7 separate regions of the Mus musculus genome follow, and regions 1, 2, 3, 4, 5 and 6 are each linked to region 7. A link is a contact called in public ChIA-PET and promoter capture Hi-C data. All regions are on one chromosome and are shown on one strand. The core of a region is the stretch at or near the end of the contact, and the rest is flanking DNA. Distances in the headings are between cores, read along the strand shown.

Region 1 (3,750 bases), core at 115-2,614, 790 kb after region 7:
TCTGATTACAGTTGCGGAAGGATGTTGAGGTAACTGGAAGCAAGAACGAGGAACTCCTAACAAATTGCTTAGTGTCAACTCTTAGTAAAATATGGATGTGGCCTTTAATCTCAGTGTTCATGAGGCAGAAGGAGGCAGATTTCTGAGTTGGAGGCCAGCCTGATCTACACAGTAAGCTCCAGGCCAGCTAAGGCTACATAGTGACACTCTGTTGCAAAACAAATAAACAAAAAAATATGTGAAAAGCTGGATGTGGTAGCCTGTAATCTCAGTCTCTCAAGAGCATAAAGGCAGTATCACCTACTTGAAAGCCAGCCTGAGGGAAGGAGGGAGGGGGTCATGAGTAGGTGTAGGGAGGGACAGGGGGAAGAGAAGGCGGGAGGGGGGAGGGGCGATGGGTCTCTAATACTGTGCTGTTTGTTTGTTTGTTTTATTCCCATTCTAAAAGTTGACGGACTGAGGGAGCTGAAGGGCAAGACCAACAGAATCAACTAACCCGGATCCCTAGGAGCTCACAGAGATTATTAATTTTTGAAGCAAACGTTAGGACACTTACAAGTTAACTCATGACCTTGATTATTTCATTGTATTCCAACCCCAAATAAATGCCGAATTTCTTCATGGAAGGCTTTTTTTTTTTTTTTTTTTTTTTTTCCACAGCCCTCACACAAAACTAAGTTCTGTCCCATTCCCACTAATTTGAATGGATCTAGAAAAGCACGGGGAGGCTAAATAACTTGCCCAAGGTCAGTGAGATATTTCAAACCTCCCATTGTTTCTAATCACCTGAACTATCTATCCATTGAGGCTAATAGCTGATGGGGTGGGAAAGATCTGGGTCTCTGGTGGAGGGATAAGGAGTCTGTGGAGCACTGCGTACTATCGTACTATTGACTAAAGGAGTAGGAGATTGCAGGTTTATCCCCAACTGTGATTGGTAACGGGTAGGGGGCTCCCTAGAACTGGAGGAAACACAGGCCTAGGCTAGTCCAGGGATGCTTGGACTCCGCCTGGATGCAGGCAGTGGGTTGTGGTCTGTGTAGAGCTTACAGCAAGGCTGCACAGGAACACAGGTGCGCAACCTACCAGGCCAGGCCAAGCTTAGCCTTCTCCCCGCTCCCGCTCGCCTCACAACCCTGGTGTGATCCTCCCGGTCTGGGCTTGCGGCCTCTCACCTACCAGCTGGCCTCAGCGCCGCCCTTCCTCCTCCGTGTCGCAGTAGTGACCCTATCTGTGCCCGGTGGCCTGGAAGCTGCCGGGCTAGAGTCATCATCGCCATCGCTGCCGCCTCCGCGCATCCCGGGAGCCTAGGCGAGCCGGGCGCGCGGCGCAGTCACCGAACCCGGGGCGCGGCCCCTCCCTCTGACCGTGGCCGCCCCGCCTGCTCGGCACCCTCCCTGCCTGCCCGCCTCAGCCTAGTGGGAGTGCGCTCCGATATGCCAGGGCTGCCTGTGAATTGGCCACTGACCGCTGATACACAGCAAGGAAAAAATGAAAACCAGAGATGCCAGGCAGGAGGAGACAGCTGAGAGTGCCTGCGGAGAGCCTTCAAGCTGATCTCCTTGGCTTTCTAACTAGGCTGTCAGTTCCAGTTTAATAATTAAAGTCATTATGACAAATTGAATCGAACCAATTTCAACACACATATGTGTCTTAGGTCATAGTAAGTACGTGGTTGATGCAAAGTTAAAAAAACAAACAAACAGGTACTATTAAATACCGTGTTGGGTGTAAAAATCTTGAGAAGCAATAGTGTAATTCAGCTAGTCCTGTTTAAAACACCAGCATAAACCATTAGAGCGTTGCTTCTCATCTCCCAAAGTCAATATGTCTAAAACAACAAACCCACTTTAGCTTATATAAGAAACATTCCTAAGTATGTTGTTATGGGCAAACATACCCTGTTAACTCCTTCAGGATTTTAACCTGGTTAATTATGATCTTCTACTTTTCTAATCTCATCCAATACTTAAGAAATAGAGAATGCTATTCAAATGTCCCCCCCCTTTTTTTTTTTGGTTAGAAATCAAAGACTTTGATTCCATCCAGGTGAAATATTTCGTGGCACCATTGCCACTACAACCCCTTTCCGTTTTCTGTTAAGTTTCCTTTATACTTAATGTAATTAAGTATAAAATATAATAATACTAATACAATTCTATTAATTTTCCCATTTTTTACTAAGAAACATGTTGAAGGGATTTGTGAAATCCGAACTATGTTTAGGAAAAAAAATGCTCAAGAAAAACCCCCAACTAATTTTCACATAAATCATGTTCTACTCCCCAGACACTTGGCAATATACTGGTTCTAAGATGTTGTTGGTAAAGGTAACACTGGGCCCTAGAAACATTTGAAGAAAAAAAACACGAATTAGCAGTTAAGAGTGGGAATTCTGACCCAAATTATATGTCTCTCCAAATACATTAAATACTGCCTGTATAATTTCCATTTGGACATAAACGATAACAAAATGTTCAGGCTGAACTACTAGTAGCCATCAGTAGTACATACACCTGAGAGAAACCAACCTCATACTGAGAAAGACAAAGGCTCCACCAATGTTTGTGGGGTTATAAGGCAACACAAAATAATAACATGCACAAAATATGGCAGCAAGGATACTGGATAAAAACAGTGGCATACCAATAATGCAAAAGGCAAAGTCTGTAAAAGTTAATCATGGCTAACAATATGCTAGCACGTGAACAGGCAATAAACCCAGCTTTCCAGCACAATCTTATGGATGGCATGCAAAATAAGGAGCATTCTGGGAAAGTGCACATCAAGGCCAATAAAATGTCCACATTCACTGGGCAGGATGGCAAACAACCATCATTAGGAGCTCCTGGCTTAAATATTCCTTGGATGCTCCAATATAAGAAAAGCTTTCAAGTGTGAATTCCACGCCCTGCCCTCGTACTGGGGTTGAACTCAGGGATGCTACTGTGCTATGCAAGGCCTCGACTGCTAGGCTACACCAGTCCCTCACCTCAGTCACATTAATAGTAAGGAAAATGTCCTTCTAAATATGATTTAGAAAGGCTTCAAAGTCTATTCAGAAACTGAAGACTAGAGCTTATAAATGTTTTCTACTTTCCTTACTCAGCAAAGCTCACAGGAACCTATGCTCGCTGAAGTCCAGCCAACAATAGCTGTCTAATATTGTCATCCATCTCTCTGCTCCTGACCAGCTTATCTTTGTTTTTTGTTGTTGTTGTTTGCTTTTTGTTTGTTTGTTTGTTTCGAGACAGGGTTTCTCTGTGTACCTTGGCTGTCCTGGAACTCACTCTGTAGACCAGGCTGGCCTCAAACTCAGAAATTCACCTGTCTCTGCCTCCCAAGTGCTGGGATTAAAGGCATGTGCCACCATGCCCAGCCCTGACCAGCTTAACTGTATGGTTGACACAGCTCTTGCTCCTTTTTAATATACCACATATTCTAAGAGCTTTCAAACTTGGGACCACTTGTAGAATTAATGACAGAACATTTAATTTCAAAATTCACAGTATGAGCTTGGGGAAATGTCAAGCTAATAAACAACAAACTTGATATTAGAGTTACCCAGGGAACACAATTGGGCACTCAGACTAAGGGACTCTGCTTTTAGGTGTAAGAGTAGAATATAGATCTTGTTTTCATCAGGGTTCTCAATCACTGATAGACTGAATCAATAAGGAACTTTTTGAGATTATAGAATCTTACTCTGTAGTCTTCTGGTTCAGGATCCAGAACGGTTTTGATTACTGG
Region 2 (4,048 bases), core at 532-3,031, 920 kb after region 7:
CCGAGCTCATTCTGGTCATCCTGGACCTTTAGCTGCAGGCAATGATGGCACTGACAGAGCTTTAATAGGAGATGTCTTAGATTCAGATCCTGTTGCATTGGCTAGACGTGATCATAATAAATTTAATCTTTCTAGTCATACCTTAAGGCTCTGACATAAGATCACTAAGGAGCAGGCTCGAATGATTGAAAAACAATGCCCTAACTGCCTTACATTATCTCCAGTTCCTCATTTAGGGGCTAATCCACGAGGCCTTATGCCCAATCATATTTGGCAAATGGATGTAAGTCATTATGCAGAATTTGGAAAATTGAAATATATACGTGTCTGTATTGACGCTTGTTCAGGATTCTTTTTTGCTTCTCTATATACTGGAGAAGTCTCTAGAAATGTAATTGATCATTGTTTACAAGCCTTTAATGCTATGGGATTACCTAAAGTCGTTAAGACAGATAATGGGCCAGCTGATACTGGAAACAACTTTACATCATTTTGTAAGGAATTTGGTATCGAACACAAAACTGGATTTTTTTTTATAACCTAATGAGACAAGGAATTGTTGAGCGTGTGTATTACACTCTGAAAAATTGGCTTTTTAAAAAACAAAACTTCTCCACTCTTACCAGAGAAGTAAGTGATTTCTATCAATTCTCAAAGCCACCTCCCATACACCTGGTGGCCAGACTTTGTGTCTGATCTTTGCTAACTAGCAGCTGAATTGAATACCTGGGACATTTCTGCAGACAACTTTAATCTTGTTGCTTTTAACCTTTGACTTTTTATCTTAAGCAGATTGGTTGCCTTTACACAGTATCACCCTCAGCAAGCTCAGTTATTCACCATGGCAGTTATTCATACCTATGAAGAAATGCATTGAGTGCATATTCATATGCCCTTCATGGCTTTGGTCTGAATGGGGAAAATGTGTGCTTTTGAAGGCTGGTGGGCAACTGGCATTCTTGAGCTCCTGTCGACCTAAGACAGAGACAAGTGCCAAACAAACACCAACAAGCTTCGCTTGTTCTACTAGACCGGTAAGGAGGAGTAATATAGACCCAGACCTAAGCAGACACGGCCGCCTAGTCACCATATTTCCTAGGTGGGATCATAGAGTACAAGTAAATTTTGTGTCCCCTTTCCACTCATCTTTCAAAAAATAAAAAAAGGGGAATTGTGCTCTTCCCCCAGCCCTGAGAAGGCTAATCAGACCCAGTTTTCCGTGGCCACTGGACAGCTACATTTCTTAACCATCCCTAAAAGCGTGTAACTTGTGTTTTTATCATCCTTAACAGTTTGTAATATCAGTTTTTAAGAGGACTAGACCTTTATATTGTATCTTTAAGAACTGTGGCATGCGCACCGAGTACCAGCCACCCTCTCAAGTTGCTCCCAGGGTGTGCTCTGTGGGCGCCGGAGGCTGAGCAAGGGCGAAGCTCCAAGGATCTGGGTGCTGGTGGCCGCCCCGGGCGAGGAGGGGTCCATCGCTGACATGAGAACGAGCGAGCGCTGAGCAGTGGCTCGCACAGACCGGAGATGGAGGAGGCTCCTGGCTGGCGGACAGCGCGGGCGACAGCAGCTGAAGACCTGTCCGGACTCCGTGCGCTAAGGGGCCACGAGGCTCGCTCCAGCGGTCCAACTCGGGCTCACCTCTGTCAGCCCTCGTAGTCGGGCGTCAGCAGCTTGTGCGGCCCGCACGCCACCGCCCCCCCCCCACCCTCCCCTCCGCCAGCCCCGAGAGGCGGCTGCCTGGCGCGGGGACACGGCAGCGAGGCGCTGTCCCGTAAAGAGCAGCTTGCGGAGCGTGAGGGCGGCGCGGCCTGGGCCCGGGGTGCTGGGGCGCAGGCCCGCCGTGCCTGTCCCAGCCGCTGCGGGAGGGGCCGAGCGCCCGGGTCGCCGAGAAGTCGCCGTCGCCACTCGCACCAGTTGTGGACGGCTTCACCTGATCGGTGCGCAAGGCACAGAGGCAGAAGCGTTCTCAGGGCTCGTCGCAGTTCCACAGCCAGGGCAGCCAGGGCAGCCAGGCAGAGCTGCACCCCCTGCCCCAGCTCAAAGATGCCACTTCAAATGAACAGCAAGAGCTTTTCTGCCAGAAGCTACAACAGTGCTGTGTACTGTTTGATTTCATGGACTCTGTTTCAGACTTGAAGAGCAAAGAAATTAAAAGAGCACCACTGAATGAACTGGTTGAGTATGTTTCAACTAATCGTGGTGTAATTGTTGAATCAGCGTATTCTGATATAGTAAAACTGATCAGTGCTAACATCTTCTGGACACGTCCTTCAAGTGATAATCCAGATTTTGACCCGGAAGAGGATTATTCTGCCTGTTGAATATGAACAGTTGAAAAATATTAAAATCATGTTATACAAACAAACAAACATCTTCCATTCAAATTTTGAAGCCTAGAATTTAACAAGGATAAAACTATAAAATTTGAATCTTGTAAAAACTGCTAACTTGTAAACTTTTAAAGATAACTTAAGATGTGCACATCAGTCACATTACAAATAATCAAATTCTTTAATGTGTTCAGAACTATGGTTATAATCATGCTAAATACAAATACAATTCATTTACAGAAACAAAGCTTGGTAGAAGAGACCAATTTATATCTACCTTTATATAGACTTCTGTATATGTTGTCAACTAAAAACAAGTAAATAATGACCCTCAAACACCTCAGAGATCTGAGAATATAGCATTTAAAAGGTTTAATAAGCAAAGCTTTAAATAAACAAATGGCAGAACTTAGCAGCATCCCCAAGATCGTATCCAATTGTGGAAATGCTAACCACTGGGCAAGGAACTGGCCCTATGCCTCAAGTACTACCACGACCTTGCACAAAATGTGGACAAGTATTAATCCTGAGATTCACAAGAGAAAAACCAGTTCCATGACTTTGAGCCAAATATGAAGCAAGCATTAATTACTGACCAGGATGGACTCTGGTTAGGTCTACTCTCTGGGACTCCCAGCAAGTGGTGATGAGGCATGTCCTGTAGGGTCTTTTTAAAGACAACAACACACAGCCACAGTATTTCTTATGGGACACCGTTATTTTCCAAAAACTACAATTCCCAGCATCCCAGGAAGTTACCTGGCTTTTGGGTAGATGGGGCTTACAGATTAACGTTGGCTCTTACATTCTTCCCTTGAGTTGTAAATGTTGTCAAATGTTTGACTCTGTATTGGGTACTTGTGTATAGTGGGATCTTATAACCATCAGCTTAATGCTACCCACATAGGAATTATCATCTATCAGTAATGTGAGGCTCAACAGTAATTAGCAGAAGCAGATGGGCCAAAGGCCCTGTGATAACTGACATTAGCGTTACTATTTAGAAGGAGCCTGGAAATGAACAGAGTAATAGTCATTTTGCTTTTTAATCTCAGGTCCTCTTTTTGTAATATTTCTCTGAGTACAACCAGATTATAATCCTGAATGGTTTGTATAGAAATAATAGTTTTCTCTTAAAGCCATATAATATGTCTTTGTTCTGCATAAAGCAGACCAAGTGCCCTATTATATTGTAGAACTATTTTAGTTTGTGAGTCTGTATATTGATAAATCTTGGCCCATTTTTGTGGTATGCCATTTTGTTCCCTATGCCAGGGAGTTTCCTTCTGACCTAGCATTTCAGCTTGTTAGGGGACAAGGAATGATGTGTTCCCTTCTGTAACTATTTCTAGTATATCATTGTCAGTGCCCAGGAAAGCTGAAAAGATAGGCGAAGGCTAGGGAATGGGCCAAACATCTGGCGAGTGGATCCAGCCGAAGAGAAAGTGTAGAGAGCTCTTGAGGCCTCTTCAGGAATTTGGCAAGACTATTTACATTGGACTAGGGCATGGCTAAAAATTACTACAGCTAAAGAATATATTCTTTGTGTCCTGATCATTTTGGTAAGTCCCTGAATAGAGTAATCATTGGACCTTTGTTTATGCCTTGGTTTTTCCTTGACTATTTTGCTTTTGACCTAGAACTGACCCTACTCTTTGCATGTACCTAGAATAGCATAAAGCAGACTGAAAAAAAAAATCAGCCTCAGC
Region 3 (4,066 bases), core at 145-2,644, 900 kb after region 7:
ATTATATGTAGCGTACCAAACAAAACAGCAAAAATCTTATATAATAAGTTCTGCCAAAGTAAAGGCGCGCATAGAGCAAATGACCTCTCCAAACTTTTTGCTCCATCATTACTTTTCCCCCGTTCTAATTCTAATGACGCTATAATTTGCGGCTAGTGCGTACGGAAAACAAAAGAACTAACCAACTCAAAACCACACAGTCTGGCCAACAAAGCCCGGGATCAACCTAACAGCGCTCTTCACTATTTGCCTTAGAATAAGCGAAGTCGTGACCGAGGAAATGTCACAACAGGAACATACACTTTTCCTAGAATTCTAAGACAACATTCTCAACGTCTACTCAATCCGAGAATGCGCTGACTGTCCATTTGAAACGAATCGTTTCAATTAAATCCAGGAAGCCAGAACAGCAACCCAGACCCCCAAGAAACATAGTAACACAGAAAAACACACCACACACACACACACACACACACAACCTCTTACTGTCCCTACTTCCTACGGTAAGAAGTGTAAAGTGGATCGACGAGGAAGGAAAAACAAAACAAAACAACAACAAAAACAAAAAACAAACAACAAACCCAAAAAAACCACAGAAGCAAGGACAGGAGTCGCTTCCCCAAAGACCGAAGCTCTCTATCCCGCAGCTCCAAGCGCAGAACCCCAGGGAGAACCAATGGGAGCCGCTCGTCCCTATGCCCGGGTACGCCTGTGGCTCCCCAGAGCCTGGCACGTCAAGAGAAAGGACCAGAACGCTGATCGTGAGAGGCGACCGACAGGACCCAGAAGTCCCACGGAAAGCAACGAGGAGACTGGGTCTCCCCGGACTCGGCCGCGCCCCTGGAATCCTGCACCAGGTCAGCGCCGTCTGGACAGAACAGAGTTGAGCAGCACCAGCAGCGCAGACAAAGAGCCCGGCCCGCCGACGGCTTCAGCCCACTTACGTGGAGAGTTTCCGCGTCCAGAAGAGGCCCCCGGGCCACAGCTCTTGGAGCTGCACGGCCCGGCCCAGGTTGCTCTTGATCTGTGCCAGCTGCAAGTCGGACTCGGCGTCCAGCCGCTCGGCATAGGGCAGAAGCTTGTTGTACACGATCTCCTTCTGCGGGACGAAGGCCCGCGGGCCCAGTACCGGCCGCCCGCCAGGCTCGGGGGGCTCCCCGCCGCCCGCCCGCTCCGGAGCCTCCATTAGCCCGGGGCCGCCCCCGGCCCGACCCCCGGCCCCGGCCCCCGCCCCGCTGCGGGCTCAGCCTCGTCCGCGTCGCCTCGCCCTCGGCCCGACCGCTGGGCCCCCCTCCCGCCCCGGCTGCCCGGCGCGCTGCTGGACCCCGCGCGGCACCCGGTTCGTTGGCGGTGGCAGCGGCTGCTCGGCCCGGACCCCTCCGGCTCTTCTGGTGACGCTGCAGCCGCAGCGCCGGGAGGTTCCGGACCGGCCTCAAGTCACTTCCGGGGCGGGGCCACGGAGGCGGGGAGGAGGTAACCTGGCTGCTTTCTTGCAGTCAGCCGAGTTTGGTGTCAGCGACTGGGGTTGCCACGCGAGGCTGCCGGCGAGAAACAAGAGACCCTACTCTGCTCCAGCAGGATCCAGAGACACGGAATCCGACTACCTCTCCACGCTCAGTATCCTCTCTTCTGGGCCAGTTTACGGAAGAGCAGCTTGTATCCCAGCCGGGGGCGGGAGTGTGGACAGCGAAGCAGTATGAGCACAAAGAGTTCTAGGCCAACCTCTGCTTCCTACTGGCAACAGGAGACACTATCTTTAAAAAAACGTGTATGGAAGAATCTGTATACACAATAGTACCCTGTGTTCCTCTGTCCTTTTACCCCCCACCTTTCTGATATTTCCCCGTCCACCCTCCAAAAAAGTTACTCAACAAATATACTTTGTGTGTCATCTTCTCATTTAAGGTCCCTATAGAAAGTTTAAGAACGCCTAGTTCTGCCCTTAAGGACGTAGAGGCCTTTCCTGGCAACAAACTAATAAATTACAAGATAATGCATTGGTAAATACTGGATAAGTACCGAGATACCTGGGAATTCTAAATGAAGGCATATCACCTTCATAGAAGTTATTTTTAAATTAATCTGTAAGGTTGATGGCAATGTTATTTCGATAAAGAAAGGAGGAAGAAATAATTATCAGCTGACAGAAAAGACTGAGGCTGCAAGCTTGCTTTCTGATAACTCAAGATTCAGGCTGGTTAAAGATTGCTTGCCAGAAGGGAGTGAATACATGTATTGAGACTAAGAAGTAAATGCTGGAGAATTGAGATTGATCTTAAAAATAACAAGAAATTTCTAAGAGAGGACATTGTAACATGCGCCTGTCATCCCAGCATTTGGAAACTCAAGAGCAGGAGGGTTGTAGCTTAAAGCCAACCTGAGCTAAACAAAAAAACGAAACAAAACAAACTAACTAACTAACTGAAAAAACAGACAAGGATTACCAGCTGGTCTATGAGTTCTACTAGTGGTTGGCCTCTTTCCTAAGCTGAGTTCCATCCCTAGATCTTCAAGAAAATATTTTACAAAAAAAGTCACCATCTCAAAAGAGAATGTCTAAAAAACAATAAGCCTAAGGGCAGCATAATAAAATTTACTTTTGTTTCTTTTAGTTTTTGTTTTTGGTTTTGTTTTTTTGTTTGTGGTTTTTTGTTTTGTTTTAGTTTTTTTGTTTTTGTTTTTGTTTTGAGACTGGATTTTACTCTGTAGCCATGGCTATTATGAAACTGCTATGTGTTAAGACCTGTGTCTAGCCACCCATTTTGTGCTGTTACTAATATTATAAGGAAACTTTCTCATGCCCGAGTTGATGGGGCATTCTGTGTTTTGGTGTTCTTGGAAACCAACCACAATATAAGTCAGTTAGAACTGCTTTGTATAGTTAGCAGCAATAACCTTGGACTGGAACCAACCACCAGACAGCACTTCTTGCACCTGTGTATGACCTTTTATGGTTTTTGCTTTTATAAGCTGCCCCTGGAATAGACCCCAACATAAAAGAGAGGCCTACACCAATAAAAGAAGCTATTTGGAATAAGACTTCCATTTTGAGTAGAGATTGAGTAAAGTTTAACTTCCCAAGACGGCCCAGGGAACTGACATCCTACTTGGCAGAAAGAGACATGTACATGGGTAACTAGCATCCTGGTTGGCAAGTTAAGACGTGAGTGTTGAAGTTAAGCAAGGCAAGTCCTCTATCACAGCTGAATACCTCAACCAATAGGAGCTGGATAAATGGACAGCAAAGATATGTTGCCAAGGAAATCCCCTATCCCTAAATACTGATTGGTAAACTAACTTGGCGGGTTTAAAAGCTTAAAAGCTCTGTAGGTGGGTGGGTAGATGGGTAGGAGAACACCCTCATAGAAGCAGGGGGAAGAAAAATGGGATAAGGGGTTTCCAGAGGGGAAACCTGGAAAGGAGATAACATTTGAAATTTAAATAAATAAAATATCCAATTTAAAAAAAAAATAACAAAGGGGATGGGGAGAAAGAAAAAAAGGAAGAGCTCTGTAGGATCTTGGCTCTTCTAAGTCTGGTCTATGACCCTGATCAATCATTCCTGGGTTGAATGATCAATAAACTATGCCTGTCTGACTAAAATCTGTATTTGTGTAGTTTGTGAGGTGACTCGTGGACTATAATACTATGTAAACCAAACTGGCCTTGAACCTTGGGCAACCCTGCAATTTCTGGTATGTACCACATGTAAGAAAATTTCACATTAAAATGTTTTATATTACATTCGTTTCTTTCTATGTGCTCATGCTGTGAATGACTTACAGGGATTGATTATTTGTAGTTGGTCTAATGTTGTTTGTATTTTTATGTTAATTTGGGCCCTCTAAAACTGTTTGCCCCAAAGACAAGTTAGTCTGTAGGTAAGACACTGAGGGTCCCTGCCCCGAGTTAATTCTGATTGGTAAATAAAGATGCCAGCAACCAATAACTGGGGAGAAGAGATGTAGGTGGGGTTTAGGTTTTCTGGGCTTGGGACCAAGAGGAAAAGGAAGGAGGAGAAGCAGAAAGGAGCCTCCATGGAATAAGAAGCATATACAGGAGGGAG
Region 4 (4,289 bases), core at 1,135-3,634, 720 kb after region 7:
TGGTTTGTTGTTTCTGTTCTTATGCTTGCCTCACACGATCTGATTATCTCCTGTGCTCCCTGCCCTCCATATATCTGATTGTTGCCTGTCCTCTCTGTAATCCTGTCTCAGTCAGAAATCCTAAGACTCCAGGTTTCTCTGTGATTCTGAGATTCTGGGTGTGTCAGAGTTCTTGGCAGTCAAGCTTCCTCTGAGACCCTGAGATCTTCACGTGACCAAGATCTTCACGTGACCAAGCTCTTTGGGATCCCAGGATCCTAAGATTCTGGACGTGTTAGAGCCCCTGGAAGTGGTACCTCCTGTGGGGGGCATGGAGCTGTCCACTGAGATCGAAACCAAGGTAGACCAGTGCCGACTAGAAGGAACCTGAGCCACTGGTCGGGCAAGGTTCCTATGTCCCTGCTCCTGCTGGGCCCAGGCACTCCTGGTGGTGTTGGAACAGATGTTGTGTTCTACTGACCAGTGATCCTAAGATCCTGGGCGTGCTAGGGCACCTGGAGAATGGAGAGTCCTCAGGGGACCGTGGGACTGTCTGCCGAGTTTGTGCCCAAGGTGGCCGCAGCAGAAGTATTTATAGTCATATTATGATTAGCAGAAACTAAATAATAAATGTTAGGTATTATTCTATCTAGTTAGAAATTTTTATGAGACTATGATGATGATGTGTTTTGTGTTGTGCATATCTATGCATGTGTCAGATCTCAAAATGCAGTTACAGATGGTTGGAGCCTGCCTCCTTGTGAGTGCTGGGACCACCAGTCCTCTAGAAGAGCAGCCAGTACTCTTAGTAACTGGACCATTTCTCTAGCCCCTAGTTCATAATTATTCATTTGTAGTATCTCAATGATAGAAAATGAGATACAAATGACAGGAGCCCATTTACTCTCTAGCTTACCAATCCCAATGCCTGACACACATTAAACATTATGATGAGCTAATGCAATGAACAAAACATCAGTTCTAGAACAATATTGTTTTAATAGTGTGAGTCTTTACCTTAAAGAAAACTTACAAAGCTGAAAAACGGACTGCTCTTCCTGCTTTTTGATTTGGTTCAAATTTGAGTGTGGGGATATGACAGCCAGCCTTAATCTAGTGGCACTATGTTTTTACCCACTGAAAAATGAACTGCTCTATCTCAGTCATTAGAGTAGAAGTCCTCTGTGATGACTGACGAAACTTAACGTGGAGCCAGGCTTCCCTTAACTGGCCAATGAGTCTTTTGCTCTGGAATGCCTGGGAGATCCTAATGGATAGATAAGAATCAGACAATGGGGCTATAAAGCATTAAAGGCTGCTTGCCTTTTGTAAAACTTACTATCGCTTTGGGGAAGGGATAAAATGGTTTTTTTTTTTTTATTACTGTATAATGAGAAAGTAAGAAACAACTGAGAGAAGTGAGACAATTTTCCTGATCAGATGTAGACTCCATGGATATCAGTAATCCATGTAATTCAGATGTCCTCCTTAAAGCCCCACCTTAATTCACCTTTTGCATGGTGGGCTGTATTTGCTCTATGGCTCCCTTCCTTCTGCCAACAGTAAGAATAAGTTCATTTAGTCTAAATTTGAATTGAGTCTAAGTCTCTTCTCCCAGTGGATTTTAACACCACAACATGGGCAGTCCTTACCAAATGTTCTATGGCAAACACTGTAAAATTATTACACAGGAGATGAAAAAAAATGTGGACATTATTTTCTTTTTTCAAGAAGGGGACAAAAACCAAAACTTTCTGTCTATATTCAGTCTGCTGTAACTTGATTCATAACTTCACATTCACCTGGCTCTGGCCTTGACATAAACTTTCTGGACTTAAGTAAAATAACAACAGTCCAACACTTGAGTCAAGGGAGGGAAAACTTCTCCTGAAGTAAAAATGCAGGACTGTACGCGCCTAGCCACCCAACAAATCTATGCCAAAGTCGAAGGACGTGGCAGGTGTCACTGGGGGTGTCCCCAAACACACAGCATCTGAGACAGACGTGACAACAGTCGCCATCAAAAGAAACTAAGAGAAGCTTCTGGAGAGAAGATGGAGAGTGCAAATAGCAAAAGACTGGAGGGTAGGCAGCTCAGTCGGAACTGTAAGTTCTACTTCGACTCTGCACAGCTCGGTTCTCTACTTGCTTTCTGAGAGCGGGCCGCCGCCCACTCACCCCCAAATCCCGAGAGTCCCTAGCGGCTGGACTGAGCGCGCGGGCCAGGACTCACCTGGCCGGGCCGCTTCGTCCAAGCGCCGTCTCCAGACCCGTTCAACCGGCGTCAGTCCCGGGCCTCTGCGTTTGAGTCCAACCGCTAGGATGCTACAGCAGCAACGCAATGCAACGCGACCCAAGCGCGGGCTTCCGTAGGCCACCGACTCAACAACCCCGGATGTTGATGTGCTGCCTGCCCCGGAAGCGGTGGCCCCAAGCCCTTGTAAGGCGGAGGCGGCTTTGCCCAGCCGTCTGCAAGGAGACGTGGCGGCGGCGGTTGGGTCCCCTGCACTAAGGACGCTTTGTAGTACCTCCTCTTCTTCCTCCTCCTCCTCCTCCTCCTCCTCCTCCTCCTCCTCCTCCTCCTCCTCCTCCTCCTCCTCCTCCTCCTCCTCCTCCTCCTCCCCCTCCTCCTCCCCCTCCTCCTCCCCCCCTTCCTCCCCCTCCTCCTCCCCTCCTCCTGTTCTCCTCTGGTAGAGGAGGTTGTGACGGTGGCTGGAGGACGCGGCAATGGAGGAAGGAGACGGCGGCTTGCGGAGCCTGGTCCCCGGAGGGCCACTGTTGCTGGTTCTGTACGGTCTCCTGGAGGCGTCCGGCGGCGGCCGAGCGCTGCCCCAGCTCAGCGACGACATCCCCTTCCGAGTCAACTGGCCTGGTACCGAGTTCTCTCTGGTCAGTGCCCTCACGAGCCGCAGCCTTCTCCCCTCTTTCTGGCACGAAGCATTCGGGCCAGCCCTCGATTCCTTAGCTTTTTCTTCCAGAACCTTTTTTTCCCAAGCATTTATCGACCCCAAGCCTAAGTGTGTTCGTTCATTCATTAATTCGTTTAGCACACTAAGTGGATATGCCCTCCATACTAACTAGGAGATCAGCGGTCACTTCATCTCCCTCCTTTAAATCTCATTACGTTAGATCTGGCTTCTCTACAGCCCCACTCTGTGGAGGAAGTTTTAGAATTAACTAGCACATCACCCTACCCGCACAACCGTCCAACAGACAGGAGTCCCATCTCTATTCATTCTTTCTCTCCAACACACACTTAAAAACGACGTATACAGCTTCTGAGAATCTTTTCCCTTAAGGCATTTGAGAGGGCTATTTGGTTTGGAAGATATTAGTGAGCTTATATGCGGAATACTACTGGCCATGCAGAATAGACTAGAGGCTTGAATGTATTACCACTATTATTTAGGACTCTAGAACATGAGATTAAAAAGGATTTTATGATCGTTAATTAATGTGTATTGTGTAAAAAGGCAAGAATGAAAGAGCCAGTGGCTGTGAGGCTCCCAATGTGAGAACTGGGAACTGTACTCACCCCTCCGAGAAGAGTAATAATGTGTTTTTAATTTCTGTGGCATCTCTCCAGTCCTAGAATACGAGATTTTGGTGTATAATCTAACAAGAATGGAAATTCAGTTTTGAATGATTGTAGTGCTGAAATGTCTATCCATGTGTAACTACTACAGACAAATTTACCACACACCTAGATCTGGATTCCATTGCCAGCACCGCCAAAAAAGTAAACAAGTGCAAACTAGAACTTAAACAGATCCGCCTGCCACGGCCTCCTGAGGGCGGGGCTTAAAGGTGTGTGCCACAATGTATAGCCTCAATGTATGTATTAATTAGCATTTAAACTTCAATCTATTGCCTTACTAGTTTTCTTTTACAGCCCAAACTTTATCTTTTCTGTTAGATAGGACAACAGTATACAGTTTTTAATTTCCTCCTTATCATTTAAAGATGTTTACACTATTTTGCCTACATCTGAAAATGTGCTTTAACAATCTTCAGTAGAACTGGTCAATTTACTTGAGGAACCTTTGTTCTAAAGAGCACTGAATGTATTCAGGGTAAAGCACCTTAACTGACAAAAAATAATGTATGCTTTTGATTCTGTTTCTAGCCTACAACTGGAGTTTTGTATAAAGAAGATAATTACATCATCATGACAACTGCTCATAAAGAAAAATACAAATGTATACTTCCACTTGTGACAAGTGGGGATGAGGTATGTTTTTTATACATATATTGCTGATCTCTCTAACTAAAGATGCATTTTACAGCCTTATGATCATATATTAAAATAA
Region 5 (3,846 bases), core at 918-3,417, 860 kb before region 7:
AAAGCAAAGTTCTGCACTAAAGTTTAAATAAAAAATGAACCACAGAAATCCAGAACAGGGCATTTGGGGACGGAGGGCAAACTAGAGACAGATGAGGTCCTGCAGTCTAGCAGGAGGCTTTACAGGAAACTTGTAAACAATGGAGAAGGATCTGAAGTGACAATTGAGAGCATCACATAGTAGGTACACAAGAAGGTGACTCAAAGTCCCTAAGAGAGAAAAAAAAAATTATGGAGAGCCAAGAGCATGCACGGACGGAAAAATGGCTGAACATTAGAGACGGTGAGTCAGGCTGGGGGCTCTCACGGCGGTCAAGGCACCTCTGCAGGAGCAGGCAGCATCAGAGAGAGCTGACTGAGAGAGAGGCTGGGGACCATTTCCTGACATCACTAGAATGCAGCAGAGGAGCAAGGCCTGGAGGACCGATGAAAGGGTAGACTGGCCCGGTAGCCCTCAAATATGGAGAAACCCCTCAGCCAAAGTGTTCCATTCAGTTGGAAGGCCAGGTGACCTCTGCTTGACTCTCCCACTGGGGAACTTTGCCCTAGTGGGGGTTCCTCAGCCCTCCCACAGGAAGTACAACTCAGAGAGGAGGTCTCCAAGGGTCTGACTGGCCTCCAAACTGCTACTGCTCCAAGCTGCTGGAGCACTATAATCTGAGTGCTGAGTGGGGCCCGAGTCTTAAGCTTCTTTCTGTTTGCTTTGGTTTTCTGTTTGTGTCACCCTGAGTCAGGGTTTTTTTCTGTGTGGCCCTGGCTGTCCTGGACTCACTCTGTAGATTAGGCTAGCCTCAGACTCAGATCTGCCTGCCTCTGCAGGAATTGAAGGTGTGCACCACCACGCCCAGCTGAGAGTCTTAGTTCCTTACAAGCTTCCCAAGGATGCTATAGCATCTTTCCTAGGGAGCACACTTCTGGGGCGAGAAGCAGACCAACGCTAGCATATCAATTTCAAGTCAAAGGGAGCATGGCCCGACTTGGGGAACTGGAAAAGCCCTTTCTGGGGTCCAGCATCCTGAAAGGGTCAGTGAGGCCTCTAACTACCAAAGCCCCAAGGACAATGACATATGGCTTTGGAGGGCAGCTAAGACAGCTGAACTATGGGAGTCTCCCAATAAAAGTAGGGGATGCTATGCTGTAGTGGCCAAACCTACAGTCCAAGCTACTCCAGAGACTGAGGCAAGTAGATCTGGGAGACCAGCCTGAGCAGCCTGGTTGGGGAAGCCGGGGGAGGGGGAGGGTGTTGAGGAGGAGGAAATGAGAAAGGGTGGAGTCAAGATGAGTTAGGTACTTTGAACAACAACCCAGGCACTCAGAATTGGCTCAGAGGACCAAACCCCAGGAGCTGTCCGTCTGCACACGTGTCTATATGGAATCATCTATGCCCCACCCACTCCTCCTCAGCCTGTCTTCCTCCAGGGGAGAGGTAACTGCAGACAGGGAGCCTCTGGTGACTCAGGCGACTAGAAGCCAAATCTGTGCCCTGCAGCTGCATTCACAGGACCCTGTCCTCGCTTTCCGTTGAGCCTTCTAATCCCAAGCCTGTCCTCACTTACTCCAGGGCCCTTCTGACCTCCCCAGTACCGATCGTAGGCTCATCTTCAGAAGTGTCCTCAACTCCCAACCCTTGCAGGCACAGCCCAGAGCCTGAATATTCCCACAACATCGGTATAGTCCCTCTTTAAAAGATGTGTCCCTATCACCGTGATCCTGGGGATGCCTCCGGTAGCCCCCTGGGATGCCTCGATCCTACAAACGTCCCTTTGTGCCCTGTACAGGGCACACAGGAAGTGCTCAGAAGCAGCTGTGCGGGGGGTGGGAGTGGGGGTCAGGGGCTCGCAGGACCTGGTAGGCTCAGCAATCGGAACTCTCACCTTGTAGACTTTGCCGAAGGCGCCGTCTCCCAGCTCGCCCACGATCTCCCATACATCGTTGGGGTCCAGGTCCCGGCGGACGTGCTCATATTCACGGGACTTTCTCTTCTCGAAGGTGGATAACCGCAAGATGCGGCGGAAATTGGCGAAAGCCATGCTGGATGAGGAGCGCGACGACAGGACCCGCGGCTTCGGAGAGCCGCCCTCCTCGCAGCGCAGCACCCGCCGAGTGCGCCAGCGGCCACAGGGAGCTGCAGGAACCGCGGCCCGCCCGCCCCGCCCCGCCCCCTCCTAGACCCGCCTGCAGGACGCCCGGCACCCGCGCGCGCGCCTGTCCCCGCCGGCTCCACCTGCTCTGCGGCGCCCCGAGACCCCTCAATTGGCTGCGGGAGCTCGCGGCTCCGCCCGCGCCGCGGGGCACTCTGGAGACTGTAGTCCGCCGGGTGGCCGGCCCCTGGGCCCGCTGCGCCTCCCGGAACCCCAAACCTCCGGGGTTCAGCTGGTGTCTTTCAACCGCCGTCGGTGCCGAGTGGGTGCATCAGCGCACAGAACTCTCCCGCTGAGGCTTGGTTCGCCAGCTTCCCGCGCGAGATGCCCGCACCCCTCGCCCCGGGACTCACCCCAGTCCTCGGTGCTCTTTGCCTCAAAGTTCACGCGGTCCCAGGTGGCTTTCGCCACACTTCCTAGGCAGGTCTCGTGCTGCCTCTGAGCCCCGCAGAAAGCAGAGCCCCGCGCTTACGCCCATCCGGACTTTCCCCGCCTCCGCCAGCCACAAACGGCCGGGACGCTGGACATGAAACGAGAGTCCCTTTAGGACCTTTAGGCTTCATGGTAGGTTAGCAAATATATTCCTTATTAAGTAAAACTTTCTAGTTATTTTGCGAATTAAAAAGCCCCATTAGAGATAAAAGCGGAGTCATCTCTGGGATGGTGCTCCTATATCCTGGTCCTCATCCCTCTCTACCTTGGCTGCGGGCGTCCCGCATCTTGCACAGCGTCTTTGCTTGGTATCAGAACGTGGGTTCTAGTGATTGTGCTGGGGGCTGGGCAGCTGCAGAATCTATGCTGGAGACCCTCCCATCCTGAACAAGAGTGTCTCACACTCGGGCACTCTTAACTCGAGAAAGCGTTTTAATTGTTGGTCCCCTTCGTCCGGACTCTTCGAAAATATCCCTAGAGTCTCGCGCCAAATGCTGTTCCCCCATTCGAAAAGCCGGCTGGAGAGTGAATACTAGGCGCGGAGAGGGTTGTGTGTGCTAAGGACGTCCGGAATAAAAGTTGCTCCAGTTCCAATTGTTCCCACCACAAAATGAGTGCGGGGAAAATTTATAATTAAAAGAAGAAAATGTCATGCAAAACTGTTCTTGTTGAGTCAGCCTGTGGACCAGCCAAAGTGTACATCTGTCACTCGGTTGAGCGGGACCTGCTGAAGTCTGTGCAGCTATACCGGGTGGACAGAGGGTCAGAATGCGCTAACCATTTCCAGGAGTTCCAAAAGAAAACAAAGTAAGGATAAAAATGGAAAGGTCCGTTAAAAATGTCCTGCTACATGAAAGAAGCCAGACCCAAAGATCGCACGAGGTATGACTGCATTTTTATGACCGGTCCAGAAAAGGCAACGCTGTGGAGTTGCTCCCAGACACGGGGACTGACTGGAAAGAGCCATGAGGAATCTCACTCTGGTGGTGAAAATGCTGGGTCTCAGTGGCAGGGGGTGGGGGTGGGGGCGTAAAGGGACAGTTCCACAACTCCGGAAACTTGCCCCAAATCACGAGTGACTTTTGTTTTGTAAGGTGTTTGGGTGGGGGGCGTGTAACTTATGTAGCTGGAGTTAAAAGGAGGCTCAACAGAACCAAAGCTGCTTTGAAACTTCTGTTAAATCGGGGTTTCTTTCCTCAACTGTCTCTGGCTACAGAGCCTCACACTAATCTAGTGAATGAAGGGCTGTGCCTTCCCCCCACCCTACTTTCTGG
Region 6 (4,174 bases), core at 1,094-3,593, 780 kb before region 7:
TCTCAAAAAACCAAACCAAACCAAACCAAACCAAACCAAACCAAAAAACTCAAACACAAGTCTTAGTGTGAAAATTAAGCCATCACCATAGTGTTATAATGTTCTGTAAGAATTCTCCAAATTCTTTCACAGAAGTAATCTACCTAAGATGACTTTTTTTTTGGATATTTTATACTCACATTAAAAATACTTGGATCCAGAAGGAAAAGGAAAATACAATATCCAAGTATTTCAGATTATATCTATTATGAGCCAGCTGACTTGGAAAGGCTAGGGTCATTCTAAAATGGTGGTGCTCACATAGCACTATGAATGTTAACCATCATGAAATACATCTGAAGGCTGCATTATACTCCATGTTGATAAAAATCAATATAACCAGATTAAAACTGCTGATGTTTGAAAAGCTAAGATCTTTGCTAACACCCTTAGGAAAAAAGTCATTCCCTTTCAAACAACAACAACAAAAAAGAACTGCTAACATGTTAAACTGAAACACATATTACAGTAACTTTTTGTTGTTTTTTTGGTAACACAGTTTTGCTATGCAGCCAGGTCTGGCCTGGAGCTTAAGATCATCTAGCTCCAGCCTTCAGAGTTGCTGGCTCCAGTTAGCTCTTACCTCTCATGACAGTAATGGAGAACAAAGGCTTCCAAAATTAAATTCCAGAAAGAATTCTTTTATCCCCTACAGACCCGTCTTCTGCCAGCTACATCAGGGCTATCCCGTGTCCTTTCCCCAGAAGAAAAAGACGGGGTACTCCCTCTTTTAAAACTTCTCTTTAGAAAAACTGCAGATTATGGTCCAGAAAACTTAAATGTTGAAAGAAACAGATATTAGAGCTATCTAACTGTAGGCTACTGGTAGAAATTATCTAAAGCTAGGATTTCATGCTTCTAAAAGCTCATGCTAATACTGTGATTGGATCCTAAGTTGCACTGCCAAAAGGCTCAATCTTAAAGGAATATTATAATTTTAACATATGTCAAAGTTATACTGAATGCTAGTAAGTACTAGCATGCTTAACTGGTACCATCTGATCACTGATCTGCCCTCAGCCCAGTGGTATCACGCCCTTTCTACACTTGGGCTTTGTTGTCAAAAGGACCTCACCAAGTAAATAGGCTGTGACGTGAAATCCACTACAAAGGAGCATTTCCATGGACTACTTTTTCACGACAGTTTTCACTGAGTTCTCAAATAACTTGCCCAACATTTAGTGACAGAGATTTTAGTGAAGTGGAACGGCTAAAACATCACGTAAAAAGGGAAATGTCTTGTACAAAAGTTGGGTGCCTAAGAGTCGTCTCAAGGTGTGAAAAGATGTGCCTATTCTCATGCAACTAAACAACTTTAAAATATGCACCCGATTTGAAGGCACCCAATACAAGGTTCGAATCAAATCATGTTATCCCTGGTTGGTGGCTCTTTTCTACAAGGTTCGAACTTCTACACACTCTATATACTGGATGGGCTCCGCACTTTTAAGGTCAATAAAAGCAGAGTCAATCTTACCACTCCTATCCCTCTACAACGACTACGAATGGAATTAAGAGACCTCTCATCACGGTTACGGTAACCCAGAAGTGCGAGTCGCGTTGGAAAAACTTTTACTCAAAGCACTAATCTTATACTGGGGTACTTTCTATCCTGCACGTTTTCCTTTTACGTAAGACACATCGGAATTTGACGAGTGCGCCCCGACGGCACATTGGGCTAACGCCCCTGGCAGCAGCAGAGAGCCACGTTTTCCTCGGGCCGATCGTCTCCCCCCTCCTCCATAAAACACTGCCCATGGCCACTTGGAGACTTCCCCAACCCAGCTCCAGAAACTGGAACCAACCGGGGCAGCTGTCATCCGAAACTCAGGAAAGCTGAGCCCGGCCAACTCTGCCGACGCGGGAAGGGCTGGGGGTGCGGCGGGGCCCGTCGGGGGCACTCCCGGCTGTCCCCCTCCCCGGCCCCACGAGCCGCAATCCGGCAGCCGAGTTGTCCTCCCAGCTAGAGTACCCCCCAATCCAGGCCTAGGCCCGCGGTCCCGCGTGGGGCCCGAAGCGCGTGGCGGGGCCGACGCAGAGCAGAAACGACAAAGGGGCGCGGGGTCGGGACAGGTGGCCGCCGCCGCGAACAATGGGGGGCCGCGGCTGCCCCCTGGCGCCACCTACCTCCCGTGCCGTCCGAGTTCTCGTTGAGGCTGCCCGAAGAGTCGTGCTGGGCGCCCACGCACCCGCCCATGGGGCCGCGGCCGCCACCTCAGGGCGCTCGTCCCGGCCGCCGCCTCAGCCTGCTCCCGCGTCGCCGCCTCGGGCCAGGCGCCGCTCTCTCGCCGCTCAGCCTCCGCCCCCTCGCCGCTCCTCCCACCGCCTCGCCCAGCCCCTTCCTCCGCGCCCACTTCTACCTCAGCCCCCCGGCCGCCTGGCCCGCAGGCCCGGCCCGCGTGCCTTCCTCGGCTCCCGCTCGGCCCCGCCAGGCCGGGCTTGGCCCATCCCGGGCGGGCCGCAGCGCCCGCTCGCCCCTCACTTCCCCGCGCCCCCGCGTCTAGGCAAGCCCCACCACTGCCGCCGCCGCCACCCGGCTGCCAGGCCCCATCGCCCCCGCCCGCGGCGCCACCCTCAGCCGGGCTCGGCTTGCACTCGGCCGGCCCGCTGGAACGGCCTCGAGGGGCGGGGCCGCGCTCTGATTGGCTGCATGCACCGAGGGGGCGGAGAATACCGAGCAGAACCGAGTGGAGACGAGCGCCCGAGGCCGGGAGAGTAGGGGGCAAGCGGAGGTGGGCCGGAAAGAAGGGGGAGGACTCAAGTAAGGACGAAGTGGCCAGCTCGTCCTTACTTGAGGACGAGGTGGGGCTCCTTCTGGTGTGGCCGGTGGGAGAGGGTACCGAGGAGTCGTAGGAGACTCTGGGTCGTAGACGGGCTGGGCGTGCTTAGAGGGGTTAGCCTGACCGCAAGTCCCTGCACCCCTTGAATTTGTGGAAAGCAGCGAGCTGGCCACCGAGTCTGGGTTTCCCTTACCCCAGGTCCGCAGCCCCTGCCATCACTGCGCCCGCTTGGTAGAGGTGCTCTCTGATTGTGCAGGCCTGTTGTCCCGTGCGGGGAGCGAAGGGGCACGGGTGTGTGTATCGTTCCCACAGGCTTCGCTTTACCGACAATACTACCACTCTAGATCCTGGCATTAGACATCTTAAGTCGTCTTTAGAACAAAGTGAAGTATTAATATTAATACTCTGCATTTTATAAACTAGAATTTGGTACATTGACCACGCCCAACATTCTTGGCGGTTACCATCCCAACCTAAGCCAAACTGTTAATGGCCCCTTTGGAGTTGTGCTCCTTGCTGTGGCGCCTTAACATTTTTATCGGCCTGCTTGGGTGCTTGGGTCTTTGAAAGCATTTTTTTTTCTTTTTTTTTTTTTTTTTTTTTGCCTAAGCTGTTCCACTTTTATGCCAGACTTTCCTTTTATAAAACCCTGGGTCAGCTTTTGCTTAGCATTAAAAAAAAAATTTTTTTTAAGTGAAATACCTAAGAAAGAGACAGTCTGCTTCTTAGGATTTGCATTTAAATGTATTCTCATGCACTGCTGGTGGGAGTGTAAATTGGTTCAATCTTTTTGCAAAGGTTTGGCAGTGCCAATCAACAGCTTTAAAAATGTTCCTACCATTTGAGTGGGGTTATTTCACATCTGGGAGTCTAGCTTTCAGAAAAAGTCCAAATTAAAATTTGCGGCCTGGTATTCATTTGCTAGGCAGGCAAAAATTTGGGTTAAACAAACAAAGCTCTGGGTTTATATGAAAACACAGAAATGGCTCTGAAATAGAAGTCCACTATTTTGTCTTAATGCTTGAAGGATTAGCTTTACCGTCACTGTAGGCCTGAGCTCTGAAAAAAATAAGCAGTATACAGTTAGATGTTGTTACGGATTTTCAGAGCTTGCTTTTCCATAAGGGCTTGGTAACAGCCGTGTCACAGAGCCGTCTATCTGATCCTTCCCAGCTGAATGCTCACGTTGTCAGATACTAGTCACTTTATCTCTTCCCTGAAGGAGAGAGGCTGTCTGAGAATTTGCAAAGAGATTGCTTTGTCCTGAATTTCACTCCAGAAATTGCAGCAACCAAGACTTGTACGATGTCTATTAAACAGATGGTAGGCACCCAAATGCTAAGGGCTTTCTGCTG
Region 7 (3,845 bases), core at 153-2,652:
TTTCCTCCCTCACTTTGTAAGACCTGCAAATGTTAGAATCCCGTGGACATTTTTTATTTACACAAAGGAATTTGATGGCCTTTTCTCCTTGGTGCAGTGACCTCTTTCCCCTTCCTCCTCTACTTCTTATGCACAAATTCTTTTCAGATAACTGAGTAAGATTGTTATGTTGGACCCTAGCCAACTGAGAAAAGACAGGATTCACCTTCCTCAGAATAAAAACCAAATGCACTTCCTGTCTAGGTGTGTTCCCTCCCCTGCCCTTTCCTGCCCCAGCAAGCCTCTTGATCAAGTAAAGTTTGCCTCATCCAGACACTTAGCTGAAATGATGGTCTCTCTTAGCAATCCAAACTTTTTTTTCTAATAGGGGCAACAGTGGGGAATTCAGTGCAGACTTGTGGGTGTAAAAGCTAGGGTATTTTACTTGTTGTAAAATGACAGCTAGCTATCAGGACCGTGGATATGTTAGGTTAAACACTGGACCACAGCACCTACTATACTTCATCTAGGTATATATATGACCACGGTAATTATTTCTGTTCTTCTATTTCTGCATCTGCACAAAGAAATAGTAGTGCCAGCTTTCAGGTAGTTGTGAACGTATTTAAAGAGTGCAGCACTATTACATCTAATTCATTCTACTTACTGGATCTACTATTAGTAATGCTGACAATATTTAATGCTAAGGCGAAAATCCACACATGCAAAAAAGACTTAACAGCAGTTTTTATTTTCTTCTTGTTATTTTACGAGTTCGTAAAATGAATCTGCATTGCTATTAATCAGGCAGAAGGGTACAAACTTTTGAACAGAAGTTTGATTAGTAGGCAGGTTAGAGAGCTTGAGAGGGTATAGGCACTTGCCACTGAGCTGGAGGATACGTGTTCGATCCCACCACTTACATCACAGGAGAGACCAGTGTGTCCCAAGTAGTCCTCTGACCTCCACATATGTGCTGTCGCACGCTCCACCGCCCCTCCCTGCCACACAAAAAGTAAAAATTAATTTTGTCAAAACAATAAGATTAACCCATTGTTAACCAAATCTCCCAGATCACATTATTTAAGGGGATCGTGGGAATGGAGCGACTGTCAAAAGCACAGGCTGCCAGGCATAAATACAGAGCTGCTGAATCACAGTCGTTAAAGGATACACTCGTAATCTTTTAATCAGTTCTGCAGGTGACCCGGAGGTCTGATTTGGGAGGGCTGCCGTGACTGGGTAGGTTCTGAGCCTACAATGCCCAAGCTGTCCCGCAAACTAGCGCGAGCGAGCCAACAGCCTGCCGGGAGTTGTAGTTTCTAACGGCCAGACACGGGCTATAAGAACATAGGTGATGGCTCCAGGAAACCAACCGTCCCACAATGCAAAGGCCGTCGGTGACGCCATTAGACGAGCGCCGGCAGCGCGGCGAGCGGGGAGCGCCTTGGTCCCCGCCGCCTCCCACCCTGCCGCCTCCGTCGCCGCCGCCTCCGTGGGCCCCTCCGTGTCTGCGCAGCTCTGCCCGCGGCTCCCGGAGGAGCAGCGGAGCGCGGGGCCCGGCGCGGGCGCGGGGTGCGGCCATGGCGGACGGTGCGGGAGCAGGCGCGGCGGGCCAGGCTTCGGGACCGTCCGGGGGCTCGAGTGGGGCCGGCGGCCCTGTCAATCCCGCTTCGCTGCCTCCGGGAGACCCGCAGCTCATCGCTCTCATAGTGGAGCAGCTCAAGAGCCGTGGGCTGTTTGACAGCTTCCGCCGGGACTGCCTGGCCGACGTGGACACTAAGGTACCTGAGCCTCGGGGGACCAAGGGGGGCGGACCATCCAGTTGCTTTGACGTGCCAGAGCCCGGAGTAAAACAAAAGGCACCTCGAGAGCCTGGCAGGGACGCGCTGCTCGGGGCACTACCGGTATCTTCTGAGTGGTGCACACCCGACACCGGAGCCCTTACCAGCTGTGATTTTTAAATCAATCAATCAATCAATCTATCTATCTATCTATCTATCTATCTATCTATCTATCTATCTATCTATCTATCTATCTATCTATCTATCTATCTATCTATCTATCTATCTATCTATCTATCTATCTATCTATCTATCTATCTATCTATCTATCTTCTGAGTGGTGCACACCCGACACTGGAGCCCTTACCAGCTGTGATTTTTAAATCAATCAATCAATCAATCTATCTATCTATCTATCTATCTATCTATCTATCTATCTATCTATTCATTTATTTATTTATTTATAGTTCTTTCGCTTTTCTGAACTTGAGGATTCTTTAATGGCTGCACACGTATACCCACTCCATACCCAAGAAACTTGTGTTTTACAACCCATGGGAAAGGTAGAGTACTTTAGAAGCTCCACCCGTTCCCTTGTTCACCTGGGAGGTGATTTTTAGCACTGGCTGGATGGGACTGCACGTTAATAGTCCCTTTCCCCAGCTGAATCATTTGCAGACTTGTTTGAGGTCAAATTGGGATAAGCTGTCGAATCAGCACCTTCTTTTTTTCCATTTAACTAATTGAAATGGAGTTAATGGCTATGTTAGATCCAGTGCCAAAGGCCAGTCTACCGTTAAACAAAATGCTAATTCACCTCATTTGGAAACTTTGGAATGTGTGTCACGGGGCAGGTATATAGTAGCCAGAACATTTCCTTTCCCATTACAAAACTTGCTTGCCAAGATTAAGGTGTGGAGCTAGGAGCCTCTTTGCTGACTGAGAGGGCTCCCCAGGGTAGTGGTTGCTCCTCATGCTGTCAGGGCTGTGAGTCACCAAGCAAGCTGGTCTAGTAGGCCTTAGCTGGGGCTCAGCTGTCAGCTACAGGCTGCTGGGGCCTGTCCTACGGCTTTGATGTGCGGTAAGGTCTTCCCTACATAGACATGTCTTAGGCCACAATCTGCACAGGTAGGCCATCCTTCCTGCTTCCATGTTCTCGTAGAGCGACCAGAGCCATGCAGACACTGACATGCCATTCACCAAGGATCGGGTGAAGAGGTACTATCTGCCTCCAGTTGGAGAGAAGGTCAGGGGCTCAGAACATTCCTTGTACTCACGAGGTAGTTTCCTAGTCTTGTTCTTAAGCTCTGAGGAAGAGGATTTAGACTAAGTGCCTCAGGCTCCTTTGAGGGTCACAGCTTTCCTGGAAACGCTTCACAGAACTCCCTTGGTTGTAGCTGTAGGGACTCTTGCTGAGGCTTGGGTGGCTGTTTCATTTGGAGGGGCCTTTCCTTGGTATACTGCCATGAACAGTCACTGTGAGTCAAGCAGACAGGAGTGTTTGCATTTTAGGGATGGAAATTACTGACACTCAGAAATCAGGTGACTTGTAAGAAGTCAGTGCTCGGCCTCAAACCCTGTTCCTTCCAGAAGCAGCTTGCATCTGTCCTTGGCCACATGGAGATAGAGGGCACCTTTGTTTCCTCTTTTAAGCCTGAAAGTCTAATGTAAAAAAATGAGGGCAGCATAGTACTAATAGGGTTTCCGCTCGTGGAGTTTCTTTAGAAGTAGATTGGCTTAAGGGCTGGAGCAAGAGCTCAGAGGTTAGGACTGTTCTTCCAGAGGTCCTGAGTTCAATTTCCAGCAACCACATGGTAGCTCATAATGAGATCTGGTGCCCTCTTCTGGCCTGCAGGCATACACACACTCTATACTTAATACACATAATAAATAATTTTTTTTAAGTAGATTGACATATATAGGCAGTGCCCTGCACTGTGCCCAGCCACTACAAGACAGGCACCCTGCTGGCTGTTGCCTCATGGCCGCTGTACTGCAGGTGAACGCTGAGGTTGGGTGGGAGTGTGTTTAAAGGAGAAGATGTGTTTCTCTGAAAAGCAGTTTCCTGAATGGCTCAGTGCC

What was found. Promoter capture Hi-C pulls out the DNA fragments that hold promoters and counts their contacts. ChIA-PET counts read pairs in DNA pulled down with a chosen protein or histone mark. Capture Hi-C pulls out chosen DNA fragments and counts their contacts.
Region 1: a promoter capture Hi-C map of embryonic stem cells shows a contact between it and region 7, with 4 times the contacts expected there. The contact joins the promoter of Gpr75 here to the promoter of Bod1 in region 7. A contact is called at or near these places in 3 of 39 promoter capture datasets (embryonic stem cells and hippocampal neurons), 1 of 115 datasets of contacts at active chromatin or transcription factors (bone marrow-derived macrophages) and 1 of 9 other capture datasets (embryonic stem cells).
Region 2: a promoter capture Hi-C map of hippocampal neurons shows a contact between it and region 7, with 3 times the contacts expected there. The contact joins the enhancer-like site here to the promoter of Bod1 in region 7. A contact is called at or near these places in 5 of 39 promoter capture datasets (the 3T3-L1 cell line, embryonic stem cells, hippocampal neurons and 2 more).
Region 3: a contact with region 7 is called in a promoter capture Hi-C map of stem cell-derived epiblast-like cells, with 3 times the contacts expected there. The contact joins the promoter of Psme4 here to the promoter of Bod1 in region 7. A contact is called at or near these places in 4 of 39 promoter capture datasets (the HPC-7 cell line, embryonic stem cells, pre-B cells and 1 more) and 5 of 115 datasets of contacts at active chromatin or transcription factors (the 230-238 cell line, the NIH/3T3 cell line, bone marrow-derived macrophages and 2 more).
Region 4: a contact with region 7 is called in a promoter capture Hi-C map of the SN4741 cell line, with 4 times the contacts expected there. The contact joins the promoter of Asb3 here to the promoter of Bod1 in region 7. A contact is called at or near these places in 12 of 39 promoter capture datasets (the 3T3-L1 cell line, 3T3-L1-derived adipocytes, the C10 cell line and 7 more), 3 of 484 Hi-C or Micro-C datasets (CD4 T cells, cortical neurons and myocytes), 2 of 115 datasets of contacts at active chromatin or transcription factors (forebrain and stem cell-derived neural progenitor cells) and 1 of 9 other capture datasets (adipose tissue).
Region 5: a contact with region 7 is called in an RNA polymerase II ChIA-PET map of memory CD8 T cells, with 15 read pairs. The contact joins the promoter of Stk10 here to the promoter of Bod1 in region 7. A contact is called at or near these places in 1 of 39 promoter capture datasets (liver) and 1 of 115 datasets of contacts at active chromatin or transcription factors (memory CD8 T cells).
Region 6: a promoter capture Hi-C map of adipose tissue shows a contact between it and region 7, with 2.3 times the contacts expected there. The contact joins the promoter of Ubtd2 here to the promoter of Bod1 in region 7. A contact is called at or near these places in 2 of 39 promoter capture datasets (liver and pre-B cells) and 1 of 9 other capture datasets (adipose tissue).

What each region holds. Positions count from the first base shown.
Region 1 is chr11:30,882,972-30,886,721 of GRCm38.p6, reverse strand. It overlaps Gpr75 (G protein-coupled receptor 75), which reads right to left and starts at 1,364. Exons shown (of 2, transcript NM_175490.4): 1 at 1,180-1,364. It also overlaps a transcript of Erlec1 not described here.
Region 2 is chr11:30,752,839-30,756,886 of GRCm38.p6, reverse strand. No RefSeq gene overlaps it. Among named protein-coding and RNA genes, the nearest start is that of Psme4, 17 kb to the left of the region's middle. Within about 2 kb of position 1,781, at least 141 of the 459 cell types and tissues checked have an H3K27ac peak or open chromatin away from gene starts, as enhancers often do. A contact at or near this core is called in embryonic stem cells, hippocampal neurons and stem cell-derived epiblast-like cells, where this site is marked.
Region 3 is chr11:30,769,103-30,773,168 of GRCm38.p6, reverse strand. Psme4 (proteasome (prosome, macropain) activator subunit 4) reads right to left here and starts at 1,394. Exons shown (of 47, transcript NM_134013.3): 1 at 945-1,394. The coding sequence starts at 1,186.
Region 4 is chr11:30,952,493-30,956,781 of GRCm38.p6, reverse strand. Asb3 (ankyrin repeat and SOCS box-containing 3) reads right to left here and starts at 2,384. Exons shown (of 10, transcript NM_023906.3): 1 at 2,213-2,384. It overlaps Erlec1 (endoplasmic reticulum lectin 1), which reads left to right and starts at 2,651. Exons shown (of 14, transcript NM_025745.3): 1 at 2,651-2,868; 2 at 4,106-4,210. The coding sequence starts at 2,707.
Region 5 is chr11:32,531,587-32,535,432 of GRCm38.p6, reverse strand. Stk10 (serine/threonine kinase 10) reads right to left here and starts at 2,167. Exons shown (of 19, transcript NM_009288.2): 1 at 1,874-2,167. The coding sequence starts at 2,029. It also overlaps a transcript of Efcab9 not described here.
Region 6 is chr11:32,453,539-32,457,712 of GRCm38.p6, reverse strand. It overlaps Ubtd2 (ubiquitin domain containing 2), which reads right to left and starts at 2,343. Exons shown (of 3, transcript NM_173784.4): 1 at 2,167-2,343. The coding sequence starts at 2,236.
Region 7 is chr11:31,669,419-31,673,263 of GRCm38.p6, reverse strand. Bod1 (biorientation of chromosomes in cell division 1) reads left to right here and starts at 1,402. Exons shown (of 4, transcript NM_001024919.1): 1 at 1,402-1,763. The coding sequence starts at 1,563.